Linked DNA regions of Mus musculus: all the other regions are linked to region 1. A link is a contact called in public Hi-C, HiChIP or PLAC-seq and promoter capture Hi-C data. All regions are on one chromosome and are shown on one strand. The core of a region is the stretch at or near the end of the contact, and the rest is flanking DNA. Distances in the headings are between cores, read along the strand shown. Region 1 holds the start of Gan (giant axonal neuropathy). Region 2 overlaps Plcg2 (phospholipase C, gamma 2). Region 3 overlaps Plcg2 (phospholipase C, gamma 2). Region 4 overlaps Plcg2 (phospholipase C, gamma 2). Region 5 holds the start of Plcg2 (phospholipase C, gamma 2).

Region 1 (2,547 bases), core at 15-2,514:
GGAACTCTCTCGGTGGGCCAGGAACTCACAGAGACCTGCCTGCCTCTGCCTCCCCGGTGCTGGGATTAAAGGCTTGCGTCACCACCTCCTGGTTTAGAGTCTAGATACTTTTATCACTGCAGGTATAGATACTGTGTTTGAAATGGAAACTGGAAATGTATCGATCTTCTACTAGTAACTTCCTTGACTTTACTCCCCTAGTCTCCTATCTTGAGTATAGTTTATACTCTGATTCCTATCAGTGACGCCAAAGCCTTGCTGCTTCCAGGGTGAAAACCAAGACTTTCCTTGGGGCCTTTGGACTACGGGAGGCTGTGCTGACGCACTGAAAACCACATCCTGCCTTACTTTGAATGCTGCCCCAATGTTCTGATCCTTGGTCCTCATAAGACTTAATTCTCTGTAGCCTCGAGCACCTAATGTTTGCACAAAATGGTAGCTACTTCCTCCACTCCCAAGCACCTTCAGCAACTTCCAGGGACACAGACGAGGCTCGCCCTGCAGAGTGAGCACACCCAGGGGTGCTTAGTACCACAGCCTTGATCTGTCTCTGTGGGAAGTCTAGCCCCCACCATCCGAACATCTGGCCTTCATACCCCCTAGTCTTTCAGACTTTATCTTTCCTAAAAGGTAGGGATGGCAATCATGCAATTAACTGGACCCCCTCTCCTTCCCAATTGTACTCTTGTGCGGGGGCGGAAGGGAGGGCATATACCACAGAGTCCTTTTATCCAGCCCACTATCTAATCTTGGCATCGATCTGCTTTAAAGACCCCGATCTTAGAAACCTTCGGAACACCTTACCCCTACCGCGGTATTTAAAACCCTTCCATTGCTCCCGGTCCCCAATTGCAAGAGGAAAACACCTTCCTTGCCACAGCCTTGCAAAACTGCTTGTTTCTCTCGCTTCACTCGCGACGTCTTCAGCGAAGGCTTCTGGCGGACTCCGCGTTCTGCCCGGAACTAATGGACGTGAACGTAGCGAGGCGTAACTCCCGCGAAAGGAATAATAAGTCCTCGGCTTCACTCTGCGTCTCACTCCCTTCCACACTGAGAGCACTCGGTTCGCCGAGACTGGGAATTGGATACCGCGGAACCGCTAAACCCTTCCGCCCGCACCAAGCACAGCCCGTGGGCGCGCCCGGCGCTCGCAGCCCAGCCCTTCTGATTGGCTGCTGCGAGGTAGGGCGGGGCGCGGGGGCGTCGCGGAAAGATGACGCAACGGCACAGCTCCTTAAAGGCGCCGTCCGCACGCGCTGCCGATGGCGCAGGCGCGTTGTTGAACTTCCAGCTCTGACTCCAGAGCTTCACTCAGTCCGGGCGGGCGGGCGAGCGGACGCGAGGAGTGGCCGGCGGGGACGTGCGCGGGACTCGGGCGGGCGGGTCGGGCAGGTGGCGGCGGAGGAGCGGGAGGCGCGATGGCCGAGGGCAGCGCTGTGTCCGACCCTCAGCACGCCGCGCGCCTGCTGCGGGCGCTCAGCTCGTTCCGGGAGGAGGCGCGTTTCTGCGACGCGCATCTGGTCCTCGACGGCGAGGAGATCCCGGTGCAGAAGAACATCCTGGCGGCGGCCAGCCCGTACATCAGGTGAGCGGGCGCCGCCGCCCATCGCCTCCGCATCCCTCCCTCTCTCTCTGGCCTGGCCGCCTGCGGCTCCAGTGGCTCTGCCGCCGCGCCCCTCGGGCGCCCATGGGCCTCTCCACCGAGATCGCCCCGATCCCGGAGTCCCTGGAGGTCCGCAAAAGCCCCAAACACGGTGTACAGGCCGTCCTGGACCCGCACCCGCGAGCAGGGCGGGGCTGCTCCGGGAAGAGCCGCCCCTTCGCCCCGACAGGCCCCGCCCGGCCCGCGGAGCCCCGCAGAAGTTTTACCTCCGAGTCACCGCACAGTGGGCCGGCCAGGTTTTGCGCGGGGAAGCCAAAACAAACACCCGCGGCTTAGGCAGAAGGAGAACCCTGTAAGAGGTCGGTGGGAAGCCCCCACCCCCAAAGCCCAACTGTCACTTTGCCACTCCCTTGTTACAAACAGGCAAAACTGTTGCGAATTTGAGAAGACCCGGGGTCGTTCTTTGGCTACAGTTACCACCGAGGACCCAGCGATTGTAACCACCAAGAGGGCACTGTAAAACTTAAGCGACGCAAACCTTAGCCCAGTTTACTAGGTTAATGAAAAGGTTGAGACCAAGCTTATAGCATCGGATCAGAATTTGTGAGATGGGCTCCTGTCTTTTCTTTAGCAACTTTCCTTCAGGCAAACTGGTTTGCTCTTTTAATATGGGGGGTGGGGGGGGGCACTAAAAGGTAGAGAAAGTGCCCAGTAAGCTGGTTAAATATAGACGAATGATAGCAATGTCACTAGAATTGACAGATCAGAAAATGGAAAATTATGTGTATGCCGTTTCTTAGGGCTCTGTCCCAGCAGAACTCGGACACATATGCTGTTCTTGAATCTTTGCTTTTGGAGACCTTCGAACTCCAGAAGCAATCCAAGTGCCCTTGAAACTTCTGGCTTTTAGCCTAGCCTGGCCTTACAACATTGGGCTCTTTGTG
Region 2 (2,547 bases), core at 24-2,523, 420 kb after region 1:
CCATTCAGGCCCTTTGAGGTACCCAGGGAGCCAAGGTGTTTGCACTAAGCATCCTGCACTTGTGGTGTTGCTTCTTGGTTCTCCCCCCACCTCCACCCCCACAGCCGAGGACGGAACCCCGGGCTAGTGCTCTACCACTGAGCTAAATCCTGAACCCCATGCTCTATGCTGTTAACAACCTTCCATTCAGGGAACTCACAGCCTGCTGGCTATTTTGGTGTCTGTGGTCTGGGGAGACTTGTTAGCTAGCCACAGTCCTGTGTTGCTGAAGTAGGGCCTCACCATCCTGTTTCAGTCTGTCTTTGGGCTTTTGTTCTTTCTGACACACCCCCGTCCCCGTCCCCCCACCCCCACCCCACCCCGTGTCCCTTCCTACCCAATCACACATTCATCTCAGACACAAGGAGAGACACTGGGGAATGTCTGAAACCCAGAAGGCATTGGCCAGCATCGGGTCTGTGGTATCGTTCATCTTGTTGCCTGTGGATATTTGAGGTTTCGGAGAATGTAGCAGAAGAAAGGTCACTGCATGCTGTGGTTTTTTATTAAGGAAATGTTTCTGGAATGTCCAGCATTGTACTGAATCTGCTAGTGGGGCTGGATTTGTCTATCGGGGTGGCTCTGCCTGGCTGACCCCTGGGGGAGGGGATGCGAGGTGTCCATCTCAGTTCTTTTGCCCAGGTTGAGTGATTTGGAAATTGACCCTGGTTCTCATGAGCTCTGGAGACCTGGGATCGTCTTGAAGTCATCCTGAGCCTGTGTGTCCTCTTCTCTATGTGACAGTGACATCATATGGCTTGCAGGGTGGGGCAGGTTAGAGGACCATACGGGGACGAGGCTGTTAGAATAAACTACCAGAAACTGGAGGCTTCCTGCAGCGAAGAACACTGCACTAAGCACACAACTGACTTCATGTGGTCCTGTTTCCAAACCTGCGCGGTGTATAACTTTTGGGACCCTCCTTTCATGGATGAGGCTGTATAAAGAAGACACGTGACTTGTCACCTTGGCTGAGCCAGGGGAGACACCCCAGTAGGCTGGCTATACTGTATAGTTACTTTTCTCGTTGCTGTGACCAGAAGAAACTATTTCAACTGGGCAGGCTTTATTCTGGCTTAGACTTAGAGGGGCTATAGCCCATCATATTTGGGAAGAGATGGCAGCCTGTGGGAACAGCACAGTGACAGGAATCGGAGCTGGTCACATGGCCTCTCTCGTCAGGAACAGGAAGTGGGGCTGGACTATAAAACCTCAAAGCCCACCCCTAGCGACCTACTTCCCCTAGCAAGCCTCTTATCTCTGGAAGGTTCCACAGCCTTTCCAGACAATGCCATGACCTGGTAACCCAGGTGTTCAAACACATGAACCCGTGTGTGTGTGTGTGTGTGTTGGGGGGGGCGGCATTTCATAATTAAACTGTTAACACTGGCATAGTCCACCACAGTCCCTGGCTGTTTCATACTGACACCCGTGGCCTAGTGCTCTGAGTTCTTAGCAGATCATAGTCTGTCGTTACTTTTATTGATAAAGTTTCATTGCAATACAGCTATGCTCATTTTCCTGTATTTGGTCTGTGGCTGCGTTCACACGGTGGTGACTGCTGAGTGAGGATAGCGGGTGACCCATGCAGAAGGCATCTGCTCGCCCCTGGCAAAGACCATGCCAGGATGGAGCCTTATTTATGTGGCTCTGAATGACATAGGTTTGACATTGGGTCCAGTCTTTGATCACCTTGACTAGGTCCTGAGGAGGACCTTGCCTGTCCTTTGGTGACTTTGTGTTATCTTCGACATCTTTAAGGAGCTATGGGCTCAGGATCTGAACAAAGTCCGGGAGCGGATGACCAAGTTTATCGACGACACAATGAGAGAGACCGCAGAGCCCTTCTTATTTGTGGATGAGGTGAGTGGGCTGGGGCATGTCACGTGAGCAGGACTTCCTTTATCCCTTCCCCTCGGAAGGTGTCACTGTCAGGTGTCCGGGGGACTGACTCCGTGTAAGGAGTGGTTTTCCCAGGGTGGGGATTAATCCTGCTTTTCATTTTCCTGATTCTTACCTGGGTGGGATTACCTGTTTCGCCACTAGAGGGCGTTCGCCATCAGGGAGAAGCCAACTGAACTTGACAAATGTTTGATGGTTGTGTGAGCCATTTATAGAGGACACTTCTTTTTACAGGTGGCCGGGGAGGATCAGAAGGGACATGGCTTGTCACTTGCTCGCTGGGGCTGTTTATGGCAGTAAAATGTACCTCTGAGCCAGTCGGTGTTTCTGATTTATTATTATTATTATTTAAATGCTAGGAGTGGGTAGATGGGAAAGTCCCTGGGCCCCTTCTCGGCCTCCTTGTTTTTGCCATGGTAGGAACTGAACCCAGGACCTTCTGCATGCTAGGCAGGGGTTCTACCACAGACCTATAACAGTGGGACTCTTTGTAATGTTTATTTTGTCCCTCCACCCGGCCCCCAGGAGGTCAGAGGACAGACAGCCTTAAGTGTAGGTCCTAGTATGCATCCTTATTTGAAGCAGGGTCTCTTTATGCTGGGCTCC
Region 3 (2,547 bases), core at 18-2,517, 400 kb after region 1:
CTTCCTGCCTCAGGCCCTTGCATAGCTGAGCTGAGAGACCTGTACCTCCAGGCCTGTTTTGTTTTTTTTTTGTTTTGTTTTGTTTTTTAAAAATAGATACTCTGCTTGGGTTTTTCCTTAGGCAAAGGCAGTGCTCACCCAGCAACTGTTTCCCCATTGGTAAATACATAATGGCTTCTGACTTCATGTTAATTTTGTGAGAGCCAACCTTGGAGTGTGAACTTGGGTGCTGTACGTGTGAGTCGGGGACTTCCTTAGTTGCCCGATGCCAGCTCCCGGTGTATGGTGGCAGAATATGGTGACAGGGGTGACTTCCAGCTGTGGCGCTGAGGGCACTGACCTGCCCACTGTCTCTGCTGCACTGGTCTTTGTCCTTTGCTGGCCTGGAGGATGAATGGCCATAGCATCCTTTGTTTAAATTTGCCTTTCTTTCTGAGTTGGTGACTGGTTAGCCTCTTATTTCCTTCCTCTAATTAATAACCAAGCAATATAGGCCACCCTGGGACTGGAGAGAAGGCGCCGCAGGCGAGAGCAATCTTTGCTCTTGCAGGGGATTCGAGTTTGATTCTCAGCACCCATATGGTGGGCTCATGACCATCTGTAACTCCAGTTCTAAGGGACCCAATGCCCTCTTCTGAAATCCACAGGTACCTGGCATACACGTAGTGCACATACATATATGTAGGCAAAACACTCATGCACATAAAATTAAATAATATGTTTAAAAAAAAGATCCCTACAGACAAACAAACAAGCAAACACTACCCTGCATGGAGAACTTGGCAGTGGATGGTGTTAACTCTTTATAATCCTTGTCTCGAGTTTGTCTCACATTGGACCTTTTGTTTAAAAAGGTTTATTTTGAGACCGGACTATAGCTTATCTGGTCGAGTGCTTGCCTAGCCTGCATGCAGGCTTGACTTCCATCCTGGCAAGGGTGGAGATGCAGACCACTTTTGCCCTAGCCCTTGGGCGGTTGAAGCAGGAGGGTCAGAAGTTCAAGGTCATTGTCTGCTGTAGAAAGAGTTGGGAGCCAGCTAGGGTCATGTGAAGCCTTATCTCAATTAACTAACTAACTACTTAGCTAGCTAAGTAACTAGCTAACTAACTACTTTGTCTTTCCTTGATTTTGGTTTTCATATTCGAGACAAAACTAACCAACACCAACTTCCCCATTTTGTCCCTGCATCATAGAGGTGACTCTGTCCGTCTGTCTCTTGCTCATTTCTGTCTCTTGTTTAGTGTATCCAGCTGGGGCATTTGTGACCCCTAGCCACATGCATTCTCCCTTCTGCCTCTCCCTCTCATCTGTCATCTCCTGGCTGCCCTCTGGTGTACCACCAGGGTTGAGCTAGTGGGGTGTCGTGGGTTTTACACACTGAGGTCTTAGGGTGTTGTCATCTCTGAGACTGTGCTCACTGAAAAGACTGGCTCAGGGTGACAGAAGGGGTCACTCTGGTCACACTGTCTCCATGGTGGTGGAGTTGTCTGTCCACTTCTGTGTCTTTGTTTTGTTTTTTGAGACAAGGTTTCTCTGTATAGCCCTGGCTGTCCTGGAACTCACTGTGTAGACCAGGCTGGCCTCAAACTCAGAAATCTGCCTGCCTCTGCCTCCCAAGTGCTGGGATTAAAGGCGTGCACCACCACGCCCGGCACCACTATCGTGTCTTATATGGAGCAGAGATGGATGCCTGCTTCTTCCTGGGGATGGATTCTTCAAATCCTGCCTAGAAACCCATCTTCCCATCTGCCAAGAGGGAACCTGTTTCTGGAGGTGCTCCCTCCCTGTTTCTGGAGGTGCTCCCTCCCTGTTTCTGGGGGTGCCCCCTCCCTGTTTCTGGAGGTGCTCCCTCCCTGTTTCTGGAGGTGCTCCCTCCCTGTTTCTGGAGGTGCTCCCTCCCTGTTTCTGGAGGTGCTCCCTCCCTGTTTCTGGAGGTGCCCCCTCCCTGTTTCTGGGGGTGCCCCCTCCCTGTTTCTGGAGATGCTCCCTCCCTGTTTCTGGAGGTGCTCCCTCCCTGTTTCTGGAGGTGCTCCCTCCCTGTTTCTGGAGGTGCTCCCTCCCTGTTTCTGGAGGTGCTCCCTGGCTGTCCCTCCACCCAGCTCCTCTTCCAGCTCCCTCCCAGCAGGCAGGCCCTGCTGCTTGTCAGCACTGAGAAATAGAAAGTCTCACCTTCTCTAGGAGGCTGCAGGGATACTTCAGAAGGAACTTTGATCCCAGAGTGCTCCAGAAAGAGCAGCCTGGCCAGTTTCCCTCCCTTTCCTGTCTCCCACAGCCTCTGACTAAGCCCGTTTCTCAGAGGAAAACAGAAGCTGCCAGAGGCAAGAATGGACTGGCCTAGCTCAGGCGGAGCCCGAACCCCAGATGTTTTCCTTGGCCCAAGTTCTGTCCAGCTTCTAACTTCTCCTAGGGCAAAATGGTAGCAGCTGGCTTTTGTGATGGACTTGCTTGGCAACAGCCACTGGATTAGGCACATCCCATGCCAACCAAATGCTCCCAGCCAACCACTGGGCGAGGCACCCATTTTACATGTAAAGACACTGAGGCCC
Region 4 (2,547 bases), core at 28-2,527, 370 kb after region 1:
TGCACTACCACATACGGAGCAGTTACAGAATGGCCATCTGTCCCCCGAGGTGTCATGGGGCAGGGGCTGGGGGACACGTTGTGTCCTGTCCACTACCAAATGTCATGCATGATAGGTGAAATTACTTGTTAACCAGATCCTTGGTCCTTGAAAAATCCCGATACTTCTTGATGAATCTACCCATTTTACAGATGCAATTGAGTCTCAAAAGGCAGGAGGTGCTTTCTGAAATCACCCAGTGAGCAGGGCCTTGGTTGTGGTTTTCTAGGACAACTTTGTTGTTTGTTTGTTTGCTTGTTTTTTGAGACAGGGTTTCTCTGTATAGCCCTGGCTGTCCTGGAACTCACTTTGTAGACTAGGCTGGCCTCGAACTCCGAAATCTGCCTGCCTCTGCCTCCCCAGTGCTGGGATTAAAGGCGTGCGCCACCACGCCCAGCTTTTAGGACAGCTCTTGAGGCAGCCAGAGTCTACAATTCAGGACCACTGGGTTTTCCAGAGACCACTGTCCACCTCTTATTAGAGTCTCTTTGTCTCATTTCCCTGTTGAGTTGGTGTTGAAATAAGAGACCATCCTAAGTTGGAAGTGCCCTGGTGAGTTCAAGGCCAGTTCAGTCATGACCTGTGCTTTAGGATCTTGGCGTCTTTCTATAGGCACAGAGCTGTTTTCAGACCCTCAAAACAAGCCTTTGCATTGATGAGCCCCAAGGAAAGAAGTAGATTTCGGCTGAGGGGCAGACAAATGACTTCAAATCCAAGCTTCAAGGAGGGACCAGCTGAGCCATGACATGCCTGCTAGAGAGTGGATGGATCGAGCCTCCCAGGGTGGCTCAGGCTCTGCAGGTCTGTGGTGGGGGATTGCAGGCTGTTAATGTGAAATCTCACCTTTAATGTGTTGACTCAGTTAAACACATAAACGGGCCCCCACCATCCGGATTTACTGGACACATCAGTAGCCACAGTGGCTCACAAGCTATAGGCTCTTCCAGGCAGCTGAACACTTTTTTTTTTTTTTTTTCGAGACAGGGTTTCTCTGTATAGCCCTGGCTGTCCTGGAACTCACTTTGTAGATCAGGTTGGCCTCGAACTCAGAAATCCGCCTGCCTCTGCCTCCTGAGTGCTGGGGATTAAAGGAGTGCGCCACCACCGCCCAGAAGCTGAGCACTTTCAAGGCTCTGAGCAGCCATGTGAGCTGCCTCTTCTTCCTCTTCTTGTAGCAGCCACAGTGTTGATCTGTGTGGTCTTGTTTGGTGGTGGCGTCGTCGTCGTCATCCTAGGAAGACATCTAAAGTTAAAAAACTCACTTTCCTTTCACGGACGCTTTTCATACCAGCCTCACAGAGTGCAGCTGTGATGTTTGAACATGATGGCAGCTGCAGAGAGCCTGCTGAGCTTTCTGCTCAGTTAAGTGAGAAACTCCTTCCTCACAGTCTGTGTTCTGCTCTTGCCACGAACTGCTAAAGTTCAGAAAGCTAACGGGGCGGGGCGCAGAAAGAACGGAGAGATGACAGAGCTCTGGTGCACATCACTAGAGTCCTGCTTGTAGGGTGACATTGAGTGCCATGTAGGCATCCTGACACCTATCCCACTGTTGGGGCTCTTATGTATTTGTTTTGCTTGGGCAGATTTGACTTTGGGCAAGAGATGTCCTTTGGCAGGCATAGAGGGAACAGAAGATAATAGCTTGTGCATTCTAGCAAGTGTCAAGGTCCTGTGACCAGAGAGTGGCTCTGCTAAAACCAAACCAAACCAGTAAGGGTAGAGTAGACAGAAGGGACAGTGGCTGGGGAGATGGGAATATATGTCCACAGAAGGGAAAAGCTATGTTGATCTTCCTTGCCATCCCACGCCTTCAAAAATAGTTGACTCAACCGATTTAAGTATTCAATATAATGATTAATTATAGGCAGAGCCATAATAGGGCCATCAGTACAGTCTAGGTTAGGACCTGGCCAGCTTCCAGAAGGCTCCATGGCTGTCTGTCGTTCTTGACTATCCATTCTCTCCTTAGCTGCTTCCCATCTTCTCCTCCCCCCCCCCCCGCCCCTTTTTGAGATAGGGTCCCCTCACATACCCTACAGTGACTTTGAACTTGCTGCACAGCCAAGGATCATCACCGTGAACTTCTGATCCTTCTGTCTCTGCCAGTGCTGGGCTGACAGGTGTGGCCCACCACACCAGTTTTATGATGGCAGGGGATGGAACTGTGCTAGTGCTCCACTGATGGAGTGTCCACTCCAGCTGCTCCTCGCTCTCTGATTATTGGAGCACACAGGGGTTTTGCCTTGGCTTATATGCGCGTGGGGGACATTTTTACCAGTACTGCCGATGTGTCCTTGTTGGTGGCTGGATGATGTCCCGTGGTGGGTAGGACCTGGCAGTCTTTTGGGTCTTCCATCACTGTGACTTTTGCTTATTCAGTCTCTGCCAACAGTGGAACCAAGGGTCTCCGGCTTTGCCCTGTTACTGTAAGATACCCACCTGCTTCTGCCCACACTCAGCATCAGGGGGAGAGATGGTCTTTCTCCAAACCCTACAGGTAGGACGTAG
Region 5 (2,547 bases), core at 14-2,513, 340 kb after region 1:
TACATAAAACCAAGTCTTTTTGTTTGTTTGTTTGTTTGCTTGCTTGTTTATTTATTTATTTATCCTTCAAAACAGAATTTCTCTGTGTGGCTCTGGCTGTCTTGGAAGTCCTTCTGTAGACCAGGTTGGCCTCAAACTCAAGAGATTCACCTGCCTCTGCCTCTTGAGTGCTAGGATTAAAGGCACCCAGAAGAAACCAAGTCTCTCTCTCTCTCTCTCTCTCTCTCTCTCTCTCTCTCTCTCTCTCTCTCTCTCTTTCTTTGGACAGGGTTTCTCTGTGTGGCTTTGGCTGCCCTGGAATTCTCCTTGTAGACCAGGCTGGCCTCAAATTCACAGAGATCTGCCTACCTGGGCCTCCTAAGTGCTGGGATTACCAGCCTGAAATCAAATCAAATCATCAAATCTTAAATCTCTCTCTCTCTCTCTCTCTCTCTCTCTCTCTCTCTCTCTCTCTCTCTCTCTGTCAGAATGGAGAGGTGGTTTAGCAGTTGAGAGCACATATTGCGCCTACAGAGACTGGAGTTCAGCTCCCAGCAACCCACATAGCCACAACAGCCTGTGACTCCAGCTTCAGAGAATCCTATGAGCTCTAGCCTCCCTGATCCCCTGTATTCACAGAAATGGATTCACATAAACACACACATATACACATAATTTAAAAATAATATTAAAAAAATTTTTTTGGACACAGATCTCACTGTATAGCCCTAGCTGGCCTTGAACTAATTCAGAGATGTAATTTTGTCATTCTGCCTTCCTAGTTATGGGATTAAAGGTATGGACCGTTAAGCGGAAAAATACATTTTTTTTTCCCCAGAAAAAAAAGCAACGAGTTTTAAAGAACACAGTCTTCCAATTTAAAAGCCAAGATTTCAGTTCTCTAGTGCCCAGTTACTCTTTGAAACAAACTTTTGAGCCTGGCACTGTTTTGCAGAGATGGAAACTGAGGCTGCGGCATTTAAGATAGGAAACAATGTACTACTAAATTCAGCTCTGTCAACCCCGAGTGGGTGAAGATAATCAATGCATGCATGGTATCTGTATGCAGTAGGCGCCCCATAAACTCTGATATTCTTGGGAAATTTCTGTTCTCTTGGCTAAGCGATCGCGGCCAGGCAGGTGGTACTGGGGCTGCCTCAGTTTCCCCCTGGTCGGGCAAGGCATGACTCTTTTAGGATGCTCTGGCGGGTCGGGACCCGCCTTGAGACAGGGCGGCGCGTTAAGGGGGGCGGCCCCGAGGAGTCACGTGGCGCGGCCGCCTCCAAAGCAGAAGTAAGGAGCGCCGCTGAGCAAGACCTGCGCTGCCGGACTGCCCGGGCCCCAGGCGGCTGCTGCACGAGGGACCCCCGAGTCCCCCCAACCCGTGGCTGGCAGGCCCAGGGATTGTGCGGGTGGCTGCGCTCCGGGGGTACCGCCAGGTGAGTAGCCAGGATGGATGGAGCTCCCCGGGGACTTGCGCGTGTGCGGGGACCCTAGAGCTGGCACCGCGTTGGGTGGGGACTGCGCCGGAGCCCAAGAGGGCGCGGGCAGGGCTGGGGTGCGCGATCCGGGCAGGTGGCCGGGTGTGCCCTGGGGAACCCTTGCTTAGGGACAGCCGGGCCCGGCCCAGCCGCCGGCCACTTCCTCTCCTGGGGCTGGCGCCACCTCTCCAGGGTGAGCAGTGGCCAACTAGGGTTTGAATGAGAGACGCGGCTCCGGGTGCTGGGGTGGCCGAAGCGTCTACCTCGCCACCGAGAGTCCTACGCGGGAGCCGCGTCCCTGCTTGCGGGGACTTGATTTTGAACAGTACTTCCCAGTAGTACACAGGTGGCTCCGGGGTGGGGCGGAGCAGCTCTTTCTCCACACGCGATTCTGGGACCCGCCCCTCCCGCAATTCAGTTCAGTTTGGGGATCTCAAAGAGGTCATTTGCCTCGCGGGGAGCCAGAATTCGAAGGGAAGGTGGGTTGTATCCGGACCTAGGAGGTTGATACCTGGAAAGTCAGGAGCAGGCCCTGTCCGTACCCTGATCTCGAACTGTTGAGAGAGAGGCTGGCAGGGCGAGGGGCCGACACGCCCTGGAAACAGGTGGCTTTCTCTCTGAGACCTAAATTTGAATTTCAGTTCCATTTATGTGACACAGCACACAGAGAGGAGCCCCCCCACCCCCACCCCCCGAGTCCAGGTTTCTCTCTTGGGTCCCGTACTAGACCAGAGCCTGTTTTCCGGGGCATCAAAGAGACTCCCTGCAGTTCCTGACCCTGGTGGCAAAGGCCCTTCCTGGTGGGCACAGGTCATGGCCCCTGCTCTTTGCTTCTGCGGGACACTTACAGGATGTTGGGGTCGGGACTAGCCCTAGGCTGTTACCCATTTTGCACGGTTGTGGGCAGCAGTGTAGCAGTCCCAGGGGATTTTGGCTGTGGATTTTTATTGATGCTTAAAATTACTCGGTGCTTGGCCTCCCAGGCAAGGCGGCGTGTGTGGGGTACTCTGAAGGAGCCCCAGCGGGGACCCTTTTGCACCTCCTGGGCGAAGTTGGTGGGAAGTTACTGGTGGGAAAACTTCTGCAA

Evidence for each region. Promoter capture Hi-C pulls out the DNA fragments that hold promoters and counts their contacts. Hi-C and Micro-C count contacts between places; a contact is called where the count stands out from the background. HiChIP or PLAC-seq counts read pairs in DNA pulled down with a chosen protein or histone mark.
Region 2: a promoter capture Hi-C map of the HPC-7 cell line shows a contact between it and region 1. The contact joins the enhancer-like site here to the promoter of Gan in region 1. A contact is called at or near these places in 15 of 39 promoter capture datasets (the C10 cell line, the HPC-7 cell line, HPC-7-derived erythroid cells and 8 more), 1 of 484 Hi-C or Micro-C datasets (embryonic stem cells), 14 of 115 datasets of contacts at active chromatin or transcription factors (bone marrow-derived macrophages, double positive thymocytes, embryonic forebrain and 7 more) and 3 of 9 other capture datasets (adipose tissue, embryonic stem cells and liver).
Region 3: an H3K4me3 HiChIP or PLAC-seq map of bone marrow-derived macrophages shows a contact between it and region 1, with 2.2 times the contacts expected there. The contact joins the enhancer-like site here to the promoter of Gan in region 1. A contact is called at or near these places in 17 of 39 promoter capture datasets (the C10 cell line, the HPC-7 cell line, HPC-7-derived erythroid cells and 10 more), 3 of 484 Hi-C or Micro-C datasets (CD4 T cells, bone marrow-derived macrophages and embryonic stem cells), 20 of 115 datasets of contacts at active chromatin or transcription factors (the 230-238 cell line, acute myeloid leukemia, bone marrow-derived macrophages and 11 more) and 3 of 9 other capture datasets (embryonic stem cells, liver and macrophages).
Region 4: a contact with region 1 is called in a Hi-C map of bone marrow-derived macrophages, with 24 read pairs. The contact joins the enhancer-like site here to the promoter of Gan in region 1. A contact is called at or near these places in 4 of 39 promoter capture datasets (the C10 cell line, liver, neutrophils and 1 more), 3 of 484 Hi-C or Micro-C datasets (CD4 T cells, bone marrow-derived macrophages and nephron progenitors), 15 of 115 datasets of contacts at active chromatin or transcription factors (the 230-238 cell line, acute myeloid leukemia, bone marrow-derived macrophages and 7 more) and 2 of 9 other capture datasets (liver and macrophages).
Region 5: an H3K4me3 HiChIP or PLAC-seq map of the 230-238 cell line shows a contact between it and region 1, with 27 read pairs. The contact joins the promoter of Plcg2 here to the promoter of Gan in region 1. A contact is called at or near these places in 15 of 39 promoter capture datasets (the C10 cell line, the HPC-7 cell line, cranial neural crest and 10 more), 2 of 15 datasets of contacts at CTCF or cohesin (CD8 T cells and the NIH/3T3 cell line), 1 of 484 Hi-C or Micro-C datasets (bone marrow-derived macrophages), 24 of 115 datasets of contacts at active chromatin or transcription factors (the 230-238 cell line, astrocytes, bone marrow-derived macrophages and 17 more) and 3 of 9 other capture datasets (adipose tissue, liver and macrophages).

The regions. Positions count from the first base shown.
Region 1 is chr8:117,156,717-117,159,263 of GRCm38.p6, forward strand. Gan (giant axonal neuropathy) reads left to right here and starts at 1,265. Exons shown (of 11, transcript NM_001081151.2): 1 at 1,265-1,585. The coding sequence starts at 1,419.
Region 2 is chr8:117,576,023-117,578,569 of GRCm38.p6, forward strand. Plcg2 (phospholipase C, gamma 2) reads left to right here. Exons shown (of 33, transcript NM_172285.2): 10 at 1,801-1,902. Among named protein-coding and RNA genes, the nearest start is that of Plcg2, 79 kb to the left of the region's middle. Within about 2 kb of position 1,274, at least 15 of the 459 cell types and tissues checked have an H3K27ac peak or open chromatin away from gene starts, as enhancers often do. A contact at or near this core is called in the HPC-7 cell line and double positive thymocytes, where this site is marked.
Region 3 is chr8:117,558,889-117,561,435 of GRCm38.p6, forward strand. The region is part of intron 5 of Plcg2 (phospholipase C, gamma 2); the gene reads left to right. Among named protein-coding and RNA genes, the nearest start is that of Plcg2, 62 kb to the left of the region's middle. Within about 2 kb of position 1,268, at least 39 of the 459 cell types and tissues checked have an H3K27ac peak or open chromatin away from gene starts, as enhancers often do. A contact at or near this core is called in bone marrow-derived macrophages, where this site is marked.
Region 4 is chr8:117,531,359-117,533,905 of GRCm38.p6, forward strand. The region is part of intron 2 of Plcg2 (phospholipase C, gamma 2); the gene reads left to right. Among named protein-coding and RNA genes, the nearest start is that of Plcg2, 34 kb to the left of the region's middle. Within about 2 kb of position 1,278, at least 56 of the 459 cell types and tissues checked have an H3K27ac peak or open chromatin away from gene starts, as enhancers often do. A contact at or near this core is called in bone marrow-derived macrophages, memory CD8 T cells and microglia, where this site is marked.
Region 5 is chr8:117,497,012-117,499,558 of GRCm38.p6, forward strand. It overlaps Plcg2 (phospholipase C, gamma 2), which reads left to right and starts at 1,264. Exons shown (of 33, transcript NM_172285.2): 1 at 1,264-1,418.